Regions from separate parts of the Sus scrofa genome. Here region 2 is linked to region 1. Evidence: chromatin contacts called from public Hi-C data. All regions are on one chromosome and are shown on one strand. The core of a region is the stretch at or near the end of the contact, and the rest is flanking DNA. Distances in the headings are between cores, read along the strand shown. Region 1 holds the start of TMEM33 (transmembrane protein 33). Region 2 holds the start of SLC30A9 (solute carrier family 30 member 9).

Evidence for each region. A called contact is a pair of places that touch in the nucleus more often than the background predicts.
Region 2: a Hi-C map of liver shows a contact between it and region 1, with 6 times the contacts expected there. The contact joins the promoter of SLC30A9 here to the promoter of TMEM33 in region 1. A contact is called at or near these places in 1 of 5 promoter capture datasets (liver), 5 of 47 Hi-C or Micro-C datasets (heart right ventricle, liver and skeletal muscle) and 2 of 2 datasets of contacts at active chromatin or transcription factors (alveolar macrophages and skeletal muscle).

The regions. Positions count from the first base shown.
Region 1 is chr8:33,009,833-33,015,013 of Sscrofa11.1, forward strand. It overlaps TMEM33 (transmembrane protein 33), which reads left to right and starts at 2,737. Exons shown (of 8, transcript NM_001244343.1): 1 at 2,737-2,768; 2 at 3,009-3,077. The coding sequence starts at 3,036.
Region 2 is chr8:33,055,089-33,060,436 of Sscrofa11.1, forward strand. SLC30A9 (solute carrier family 30 member 9) reads left to right here and starts at 3,578. Exons shown (of 18, transcript NM_001137632.1): 1 at 3,578-3,764. The coding sequence starts at 3,653.

The DNA.
Region 1 (5,181 bases), core at 1,487-3,986:
GTTCACTTTTCAATTATTTGTTTTCAATGCCATTGGAGAACCAAACTGAGTTGGCAGATGACTGATCATTACATATGATACTGGGAAATAAATGGCTATATGATTTTTGGCATATTAAAACTCAGGAAGCACGCAAATAACAAATGCTCTAGAGGGGGTGGAGAAAAGGGAACCCACCTACATTGTTGGTGGGAATGTAAAATGGCACAACCACTATGGAAAACAGTATGGAGTTTCCTCAGAAAGCTAAATATAGAACTATCATATGACCCAGCAATCCCACTCCTGGGCATATATGCTGACAAAACTTTCATTCAAAAGTATACATGCACCCCTATGTTCATTGCAGCATGATTCACAATAGCCAAGACATAGAAACAACTTAAATGTCCATCGACAGATCGCATTTAGATTAAGAAGATGTGATACATATATGCAGTGGAATACTACTCAGCCATAAAAAGAACACAGTAATGCCATTTGCAGCAACATGGATGCAACTAGAGATTCACATACTAAGTGAAGCAAGTTTGAGAAAGATAAATACCATATGATATCACTTATATGTGGAATCTAAAATATGGCACAGACGAACCTATCTAAATAACAGAAACAGACTCACAAACATGGAGAACAGACTTGTGATTAGCAAGGGAGAAGGGGAGGAACTGGGATGGACTGGGAGGGTTTTTTTTTTTTCTTTTTAGGGCCCAGACAAGGTCAAGTCAGAGCTATGGATATGGGCCTACACCATAGCCCCAGCAACACAGGATCTGAGCCGCGTCTGTGACCTACACCACAGCTCTCGGCAACACCAAGATCCTTAACCCACTGAGCAAGGCCTGGGATCAAACCTGGGTCCTCATGGATACTAGTCAGGTTTGTTAACCACTGAGCCATGACAGGAACTCCTGCTTTTTTTTTTTGGACTGGGAGTTTGGGGTTGTAGATGCAAACAATTACATTTAGAATGGATGAGCAATGAAGACCTGCTGTATAGCACAGGAAACTATAATTCAATCACTTGTGATAGAACATGATAGAACATAATATGAGAAAAAGAATGTACATATACATATGACTAAATCACTTTGCTATACAGCAGAAATTGACAGAACACTGTAAATCAACTATTCTTTAAAAAATTAAAAAACCTCAGAAAGCATTATATTGCTACTACAAAATTCTATTCTCTTCTAAAAAATTTTAATATGGAAAATTTGAACACAGAGATGAAATCAGAGAATAACAGAATGAATACTTATCTTTTCCATCTTGACTTAACAATTATTAATATCTCTCCACATTTGCTTTTGTTTGATCTGTCCATTCTTTTACCTAGATTTTAATTTGCTGAAACTTTTGAATATGTCACATCCTGAAACTTTGCCTCTAAGTCATATACCCCTCAAAAAAAATTAACAATAACTACATATCCTCTAATATCATCCCATAATCAAATGTCTATAATTATCCCCAAATTTCTTTTATTGCTATTTCCCAACCTAGAATCTAGACAATCAAACCATGTACTTGGCTGCTATGACTTTGTACATGCTTTTAATTTGAAATAATTCTCCCACACTTTAAAATGATACTTCTTGAAGGGTCCAGGCCAATTATTTTGTAGAAGATACTGCATTTTGATTTTTGTCTCATGATGTTGTTTGACGTGGTACTCTGTCTCCTCACATTTTTATAAATGGTAAATTAGGTCTAGATGGGCTGGATTAGATTTAGAGTAAATATTCTGTCAACAATTTCTTTAGAGAGGGCGTTCCCATTGTGGCTCAGCAGTAATAAGCCCAACTAGTATCCATGAGGAGTCGGCTTGGATCCCTGGCCTTGCTCGGTGGATTAAGAATCCCTCGTTGCTGTGACATGTGGTGTTGGTCACAGACCTGGCTAGGATCCAGCTGTGGTGGAGACCAGTGCTTCGGCTCCAATTCAACTCCTAGCCTGGGAACTTCCATATGTGACAGGTGTGGCCCTAAAAAGAAAAAGAAAAAAAAATTCTTTAGAGAATGTTTAGCCTCTCTAGCTCAAATCTTGCGTGTGCATGTACACACACACACACACACACACACACACACAGGCACCTTCATTGTGGCCCTTTTGTTTCCAGCACTTTCTGCTGCTGTCTGGAATCTCCTCCCCAACCTAGCCAACTTTTCTTTGTCCTTCAAAACTTAGGGCCAGAATTCGATTTTCCAGGAACCCTTCCGGGACCTGTCAGATTCAGGTCTTCTCTATGTGCTCCCTGTGATTAACTCGGGCTCTGTGCATATTACACAAGTACTGTGCTGTAATTTCAGTTTACGTATCTCTGCGGCAGTCTCATAATCATCTTTTTATCTTCCCTGCCAAGTATGGAGCCTGTCACATAGTAGGTCTCAAGAATTGCTCATTGAAAGAATCAACCTTAGAAGCAGACCACAGGGCCTCGCGAGCCCCTGGAAGAAAACAGCAAATTAAACACCTATAAGGCATCTATATTAGGAAGCAGAGAGACTATGTGGTTTGGCCATGGGCAGGAAGAACAACCTGTGAGCTGACGATGAGAGAAAAGTTGTGTCGCCAACCTTGCTTCTTAGCTTACAGAGCCAATCAATGGGCGTGCACGATGAGGGAAGCCGAGCCGAAACCAGAAAAACTACACTTCCCGTCATGCCTCAGGGCACCCCTTCGGGTTTCCTCTCTGCGTCACCGCATCTTCCCCACGGAAGTAAAGGGAGCACTTCCGGGTTCGGCAATTAACTTGGAGCCGGGTGCGTTGGATCGGTCTTGTAGGGCCTTGTTCCGAAGCTCCGCCTTCGATTCGTTCTTTCTAGAAACCCAGCTTTTGAGCTTGGCTGTGCGGGACAGGTATTTCCCGGACACTGCGGGAGCCCTGCGGGACTGTCCGCTGCACCGAAGCGGCGAGCTTTGGCACGGGGCAGGGAAGCCGGCTCCCAGAGTCGTAGCCCAGGCGCTGACCTTCCTTCTTTCTTTACTCTTGCCGATTGCAGCGTCCCAGGCGCGCGTGTGAGCCCCGCATGGCGGATACAGCTCCGAATGGCCCCCAAGGGGGCGCGGTGGTAAGTGAGCAGGCAGGGTCGTCTGGTTTGACTTGCTAGCGTCAGAAAGGAGCAGGAAATGTTGCAAGTCGGGTTCGCGGCGTTCCAGAGGCTCATTGCTTTCAGGTTGGGATTAGAGCTTGGGGTGAGGGTGGTGAGAGGCTGATTGAGAGCGAAGATGTTAGAGGGAGCTATAAGTTTCTTTCGGAAGCGACAACAGGCCGGCCTTGAACAGTGGCCCACACCTGTATGCGCACCTGTACGCCGTGGAAATTCGGCCTTCTTGTCCCTTCCCACCCCTCGGTCTCTGTCCTAGGTCCCAAGGTTGAAGATGCCGCCTGAGGTATCAAGATAAACGCTTCATTCTGTACACCTGTGCTGGCAGAGAACCGTTCTGCCTGTTTTATGCCTTTAGATAGAAATTACATAAAGGGGGGAGAGCGATCTTCCCCCCCATTTGTCATTTTACGAAGAAAAATATCGTTACGCTTTGTAAATGTTATTTTTAAAATGCAGATCTGCTGCTTACTACGTGTTTGTACCGGAAGCATAATTGCCCTCTAATGTTAAACACTGTACGTGAATTGAGCGAGTCACTTTTTTCTTTTTAAACATTTCTAACCTCTTTTTATATGCACACTTTTTCTTTTTTTCTTTACTTTGCCGAACCATTTGCTGAACCATGTATATACATCATGATGATTAACCCATGAGACTTAAATATTCTACGTGATCACAATGCAGTTATCGCAGCATTTTTTGCAGTTAATTTTGGGAAATTCCTAACATTGATACATGTTATTACCTAATATACAATTCATATTCGAACTTTCAAAGTTGTCCTTTAAAGCTGCTTCCTCCTTATCGACACTGGATGGAAAAAGTGCATTATTACATTTACTGGCCTTTGGTCCCTTTTAGTCTGGAACAGTTCCCTTGCCCTCCTGCCATTTTTTGTCTTTTAAGAGTCCAGACCTGTTGTTTTGAAGAATGTTCCTCAAATTGGAGTTGTCTGATTCCCCCCCTCCCCCAACCACCATGACTAGATTCAGGTTAAGTATTTTGGTAATAATATTACATAAGTGATATTCCATTCTTAGTGAACTGTGTATATATATTATATATTTATCAGGAAGCATTTTATGTTGATGTTCATTGGAGATGTTAAGTTTGATCATTTGGTTAAGGTGGTGTCCACTAGACTTTCTATTGTAAAGGTAACTTTTTTCCTTTTGTAAATAAAAGATATTCTGTGGTAAGACAGAGATTGTGTGAATAATTTTTCACCTTAATCGATTTTTTCACCCAAAGGTCCTTTGATATTTTTTGCTTGAATTATTTATAACATGGTCATTCAGTTCACTCTTAAAATATAAACCAGTATCCTTTTTTAAAACCTTTCTTAATTGTGTTGTAAAATACACACGCGTAAAAGTATACAAGATGAAATGCAAAGCTCAATTATTTATCACAAAATGAACACCCTAAACAAATAGGTTTGGGTTTGGTTTTTGCTTTTTTTTGGGCTGTGCCGGTGGCATGCAGAAGTTCCCAGGCCAGGGACTGAACCCATACCACAGCAGTAACAACCCGACCCTTAACTGCTAGGCCACCAGAGAACTCCAACAACAGGTTTGAAAGAAAATGTTCTAAAATTAAATTTCAGACTATCATGTAGAATCTGAATGTTTGTAAAGAAACTGAGTGCTGTAAGCTGGATTAATCCTTCCCCTTGACTACTGGTGACCATTTAAATTTAGAGGAGTCACAGCTTAGTAGGTTTGGATAGAATAAACCAGAGGAGGCATTTATCTGAAATTGCTTGCACACTGTTAGAAAGCATGCAATAAAAAAAATCCTTGAATTTTAAAATATACTTGTATTTTTTTCCCAGAAGTTTATGTCTTGTTTCAGAAGATAATTAGATTGAGTAGTGTTTTAGATTCCACTTTAAGCCCTATTAGTGAGTTTCGAAATTTTTAGTGGAAATAGTATTTCTAAAACATTAAATAGAATACAAAATACCAAAATACACCACACATAGTAGACATAAGTATTGTTTAGTGAAATTTTTGTTTAGTTCATATACTCACATGTCTGTATTGAGCCTTAATGCAAAAATCAA
Region 2 (5,348 bases), core at 2,328-4,827, 46 kb after region 1:
GTGCAGCACTAAAGCAGGGTCCTGGCTCCTGGCGAATGGATATACATAGCAATGTCATCTCTGAGTTCTTCTAGGTGAACTAAAGCTCCCATCCAGGTGAAGGATAGCATGAGCAGAAGCTTGTGGACCAGAGACTGGTTGGAACCAGAGGGTTCATGACTGAGATTCATGGAACATCACCCAGTTACCTTACCACTGACAAAAAAAAGGTCATACCCCTTGCCGACCTTCCCCCAAATTCTGCCCATAAAAACTCCTTCTGAAAACCTAGGAGTTCTGGCTTTTTGAGCATGAGCTGCTCGTTCTCCTTGCTTGGCCCAGCAATAAGACTTTCTCTGCTCCAAACTCTGACATTTTGGTTTGTTTGCCCTCACTTGTGCATCGGGCACAGGAACTTGGGTTTGACAACAGCAGAGCTATAGCTAACAGTAGTCCTAAAACCACCATGATTTCCATTCAATTAATGTATTTGTGTTAGGCAGTTTTAGTCCCTGGGAAAAAGCAATGTGCAAACACAAGATTCCAGCATCATGATGCTTATTTTTTATTCTGAGAGCCAGAAAATATATATAGACAGATCATTTCAAATTTCTATAGGCATTTTGAAAAAAAGTATACAGGGCAACAGGGTAGAAAATAAACAGGCCTGTTATAGCATGGGGGAGAAAGACATCTTCTGCTATCTTTCTAAGTCTGGTAGGGATACAGTAGGATAGTTAACAAGTAGTTGCAGAAATCCCAGTAGGGGACCACAGATAGAGAGGGAAACCTTGGGACTTTGGGAGACCACTGTAAGTTAATAATGGCTCAAGAAAGCCCTCAGAATGTCTTGGAAAGAAGGAGCCTTGCTTACCTATAAAACCATAAAGAAAAGATGACCAGAGGCATATCTCAGCTCATTAAAGTAAAAGATAAAATGAGGCCTGCATTCAAGTTCAGGAAGATAATAATCCTTAGGACCGAGGACAGGAATTTAATGGAATGGTGACATTCCAAAGTAGGAAACTCTCACTATATGGAAACCTGAGCTAATTCAACATACATTACAGCACATGTTACCATCCTTCTGCTGATCTGAGTAAGCACCCTGACAGTCCTAGTTTGACCTCATAGGGCCAAATACTCTCTTACCCAATATGAAAGAGGAGCTAAGGATGTACGCCTGACGTCTACTTGCAGGATGAGGAAGGTGGTCTTTTTCCCCTCCCCCCTTTCCTTAGATTATAAAAATGTAGCCCACATCATCCTCAGAGCCAAGCCTGCCTGCCTGTATCCCTCACAAGTGTCCTATCTTAATAAATCTATTTCTTGCCTATTACTTTGTCTCTAGCTGACTTCCTTCCCTGAGACACAAAGAATCTAAGCCTCACTAAGTCCAAACACCTCGTAAGTGATTCTAATTAAAAAACCATGGGTTTGAGTCCTGATCTGGGTTTAGGCTGGGTTCAAGTCAGAGGTGTTTCAGTTTCAAGTCCTCCCGGCAGGTCTAAGAATTAAATCAACATGAAAAGATTAACAGAGATAATCAAACAAAAGTTTAATAATGTGTATATTATTTCTTGGGTGAGACCCAAGAAAACTGAGCAATTCTCTAAAATGTCCAGAAACTCTCACCTGGAATACCGACTTCAGCTAAAGACAAAAGACAACGTTGGGGGTAGTAGCCTGAGACTTTAAAGGGGAGGAAGGCAACTGACAAGGAGACAAAAAAAAGAGAATATTCAGGAAACAAATGTTTGCTGGGCCTGCAGAGACAATAGGACCAGGAGGAATTTTAACAAAGACTTTGCAGGGATGCTCACCTAGTTCTTAATATGCTTATCTATGGTGATAACTCCCTTCTAGGAAGAGGCCCTCAATCTACATTCTATTAGGTAGTTAGGAGAAAGGTCAAAGCTGATGAGTCTTTTGGTACTTAAAAACCAGTCTAAATTAATTCTTGTGCCAAAGAAACCCATTCTAGGGTGCCAAATTTTGCTTCCCTACAATGGCTAGAGTGGTCAAGGCAGCCCTCTTGTTGCCAAAACTCTGTCCACTGGTGCTGAATAGAAATTCACAGACAGAGTTTTGAGTGAAGGAGAAAAAAACAGCTTTATAGCTTTGCCGGGCAAAAGAGGCCACAGCAGGCCTCCTAAAGACTGTGCCCTCCCTTCGGAGAGATTAGGAAGTGGTTTTATAGTTTGGGAGAAGAAAACAGGGCCACAGATAAGGATCAGGGTAGATGGCAAGCTAAATTCTTCTCTGAATTTGGTGTTCAATGGCCCCAGGACTGGGTTTGGGCGGAGAGGGGGGGAGTTCTTCCTCTTTGGTTTCCATCTGTTGGGGGTTATGGTTCTGCAGAACTCAAAAATATTGTTACTCGGAACTGTAGCTGCCGGCCTATGCCACAGTCACAGCTCAATGCCAGATCCAAGCTGCGTCTGTGGATTATACCACACCTCATGGCAATGCTGGATCCTTAACTCACTGAGTGAGGCCAGGGATCAAACATGTGTCCTCACGGATACTAGTCAGGTTCATTACTGCTGAGCCACCACAGGAACTCTTGCACTATAGTTTCTTGACTGTTCCTCCCTAGTCCCAGATTAGCAACTGTTTGAACCTGCCCTTTGGAACTCAAGGAAGGTCATGAAAACTGAAGCTTAGTCCCAAAAACAAGAAATGGGGGACACAGAAAGCCTTATGCCCAGGGGCCCCACAGGGCCCTGCTTGGTGTCTCTCCAGTTTGAGCTGACACCTGAATGAACACATCAGAGAAACAACAGTTAATGCTTGGTGAATACTGTCCTGGTCTCTCTCTCCCTGAGACCACACTGACTGTTATTTACACGTCTGCACATCTCCTTTACCCCAAAAAACCATGAAAGCCTAAGTCTTATTTCACTATTACAGACAGGAATCTGAGGTTCAATGGTTAGTAGGGCAAATAAATGACTCTAAGGGTATTTGCCTTCACATTACTGGCTAAACAACGGTGTTGCAATGTACTGTGGTACAGGTTCACAGACTGCTGAGGACACCTTAAGCTCTGGCTTCTCCAAGAAGGATCCAAAGAGAGGGGCTCAGAAGGCCACTGTCCTTCCTTCTCACCTAACCTTAACCTCCCTCATTTCCAACATAACGACCTAGGATCTAGAGCCCAGAGAAAAGAAAAGTAGGCAGATCCTCCAAAGGCTGACACTGCGCCAAGGATTTCCTGGCTGCTAGGAAGCAAACAATTTACCTATAGATCTCCAGGCAAGGACCAAAACTACAGGCGCGGAGGAGAAAACCGATGCCAAACACACTGCGCCAAGGACTTCCTGGCTGCTAGGAAGCAAACAATTTACCTATAGATCTCCAGGCAAGGACCAAAACTACAGCTTAGTCGCGGAGGAGAAAACCGATGCCAAACTTCCTGCACAGCCACGCCTTCCCCAGCTGATCCAGCTCCACCCAGCAACTTTTCAGGGTTCGCGCGCCGCATGCACGTCACTTCCGCTGTCTCCGCGGCCGGTCGCCTAATAATATTACCATTTCCGGGTTCGTGGAGGCCGCCTGCGGCGGCGCAGGCGTTGATATTAGCTAGTGTCCAGTCTATGGAGTCAGTTGGTGTTGGTGGCGGCGCGGAGGCAGAAGGTGGTGTCCAACTGGGGGCCTTCGCCCCGCCAGGATGTTACCGGGCTTGGCCGCCGCCGCTGCGGCCCACAGATGCAGCTGGTCCTCCCTGTGCCGGCTCCGTCTGCGCTGCAGGGCGGCGGCCCGCGGCTCCAGCGACCGCCAGGGTGAGTGTGCCGCGCCGGCCGCTGACTCCGCGGAAGCCAGCCTGGAGGACAAGGCCGAGCTCCACGCTGGGCCACTGGGCGTTGGGCTCCTCGCCTCCGGCCGGTCGCTGCCTTGCCCTACCTCCCACCCCGGCACCTTACTTTCAGGCCCAACCAGCAGGGACCCCTACAGGCCTCGATCCTGATGTCACCTATGGTCTTGGCATTGCCCCCGCAGAATCTTGGGGGGCAATTCGCGAGCCAGGAGAAATCCATGACACCCACCAGTTTGTTGCAAATAAGTTACGTGAGCATCTCACCGTCCGGCGGTGACCGCCCCGCCTCTTCCTCCAGGCAGCGGGAAATTGCTGACTCCACAAAGTTCGAGTCTTTGGAGCTCATTGCCTTAGCTTCATTGATCACTTTTGGCTGAGCAGATATTCTTACCCTGCTCATGTTCTTGTACTCTCAACTCGTTTTATTAAATTTTCTAAGGAGGGAGTTGGGGGTTGCTCATTTACGAATCATTCCTAAATATGAGGGCATGACCATTCCACAGTTACTGAATGAGTGTAGTTAGGTTGAACAATATTTTTGGTGAAAACGTGTGTGCTGGAGCCGTATGCTAGAACAAAAGTGGTTGTCAAGAGTTTTTATCCTTCTCTTTCGACTTTTTTTTTTCTGACTCAAATTTTAATTGTCCAATAATTTCCGAAATAACATTGAACTTGCAGGTTTTAAATAGGCTTACATCCGTTTTTGCCGTAATTGCCATACCATAGATTGTTTGATACTTGCTAAACAATAGGAGCAATGAGGAAGAGCGAGAACTATTTCTACTCCTAATAGAATCTTCCAGATTCCTGGGGATGAAGAGTATTTACAGAAACATTTCGCAAAAATTTGTTTGAAAAAACTGGTAGCATGTTTCGTGACTTTGCAGTAGAAGTTGGAAGTTCTAGTCATTCAAGTTTATAAGTAAAATAAAGTATAATAATGCCTATGCTATGATAACATAGGATCATATTCCTATCTTATTTTTACAGTGAATGTAAAAACTGGCTCTTAAAATCTCAGAAGGTTTAATTTTAACAGCACTGTTCTTGGGGCTTTTGGGTAGTGATTTAACTGTTGAGTTTTCCTGTATTGGAAATATAGCTGATTCTCTTGTGAATGAAATGAATTATATGATTATACTGTACTCCAAAATCCCCAATTAGACTTTCTAGCATAATCGCTTCTACTGATCAAGCAGTTTTGGCTTTTTACACTTAAAATTAGGTAGAGTGGCTGTTGAGTTTAATCTAAACCGCCCTTTAAGTGTTGGTTAAAAGTTGAAATAGTGTAATTTGTAATCTGTTACTGTCTGTGGCTGCCATGTCAAAAATTATGTGCCCTTTTTGCATCCTCCTTAAACTGCAGAAAATAAAAACCTATCTCATCAGTCAGAAGAATTGCAAAGTTGTTTGCAGTGTTTATTATTGAAAAATTGAAATGTGTTTTCAGGCTTAAAAACACTGAATAGATTTTTAAAGCAACCTTGTTTGTGAAAATTTAGTTTCAATAATGCTGAAATGGTTTTTAAAGGGCAACTACAATTATGGT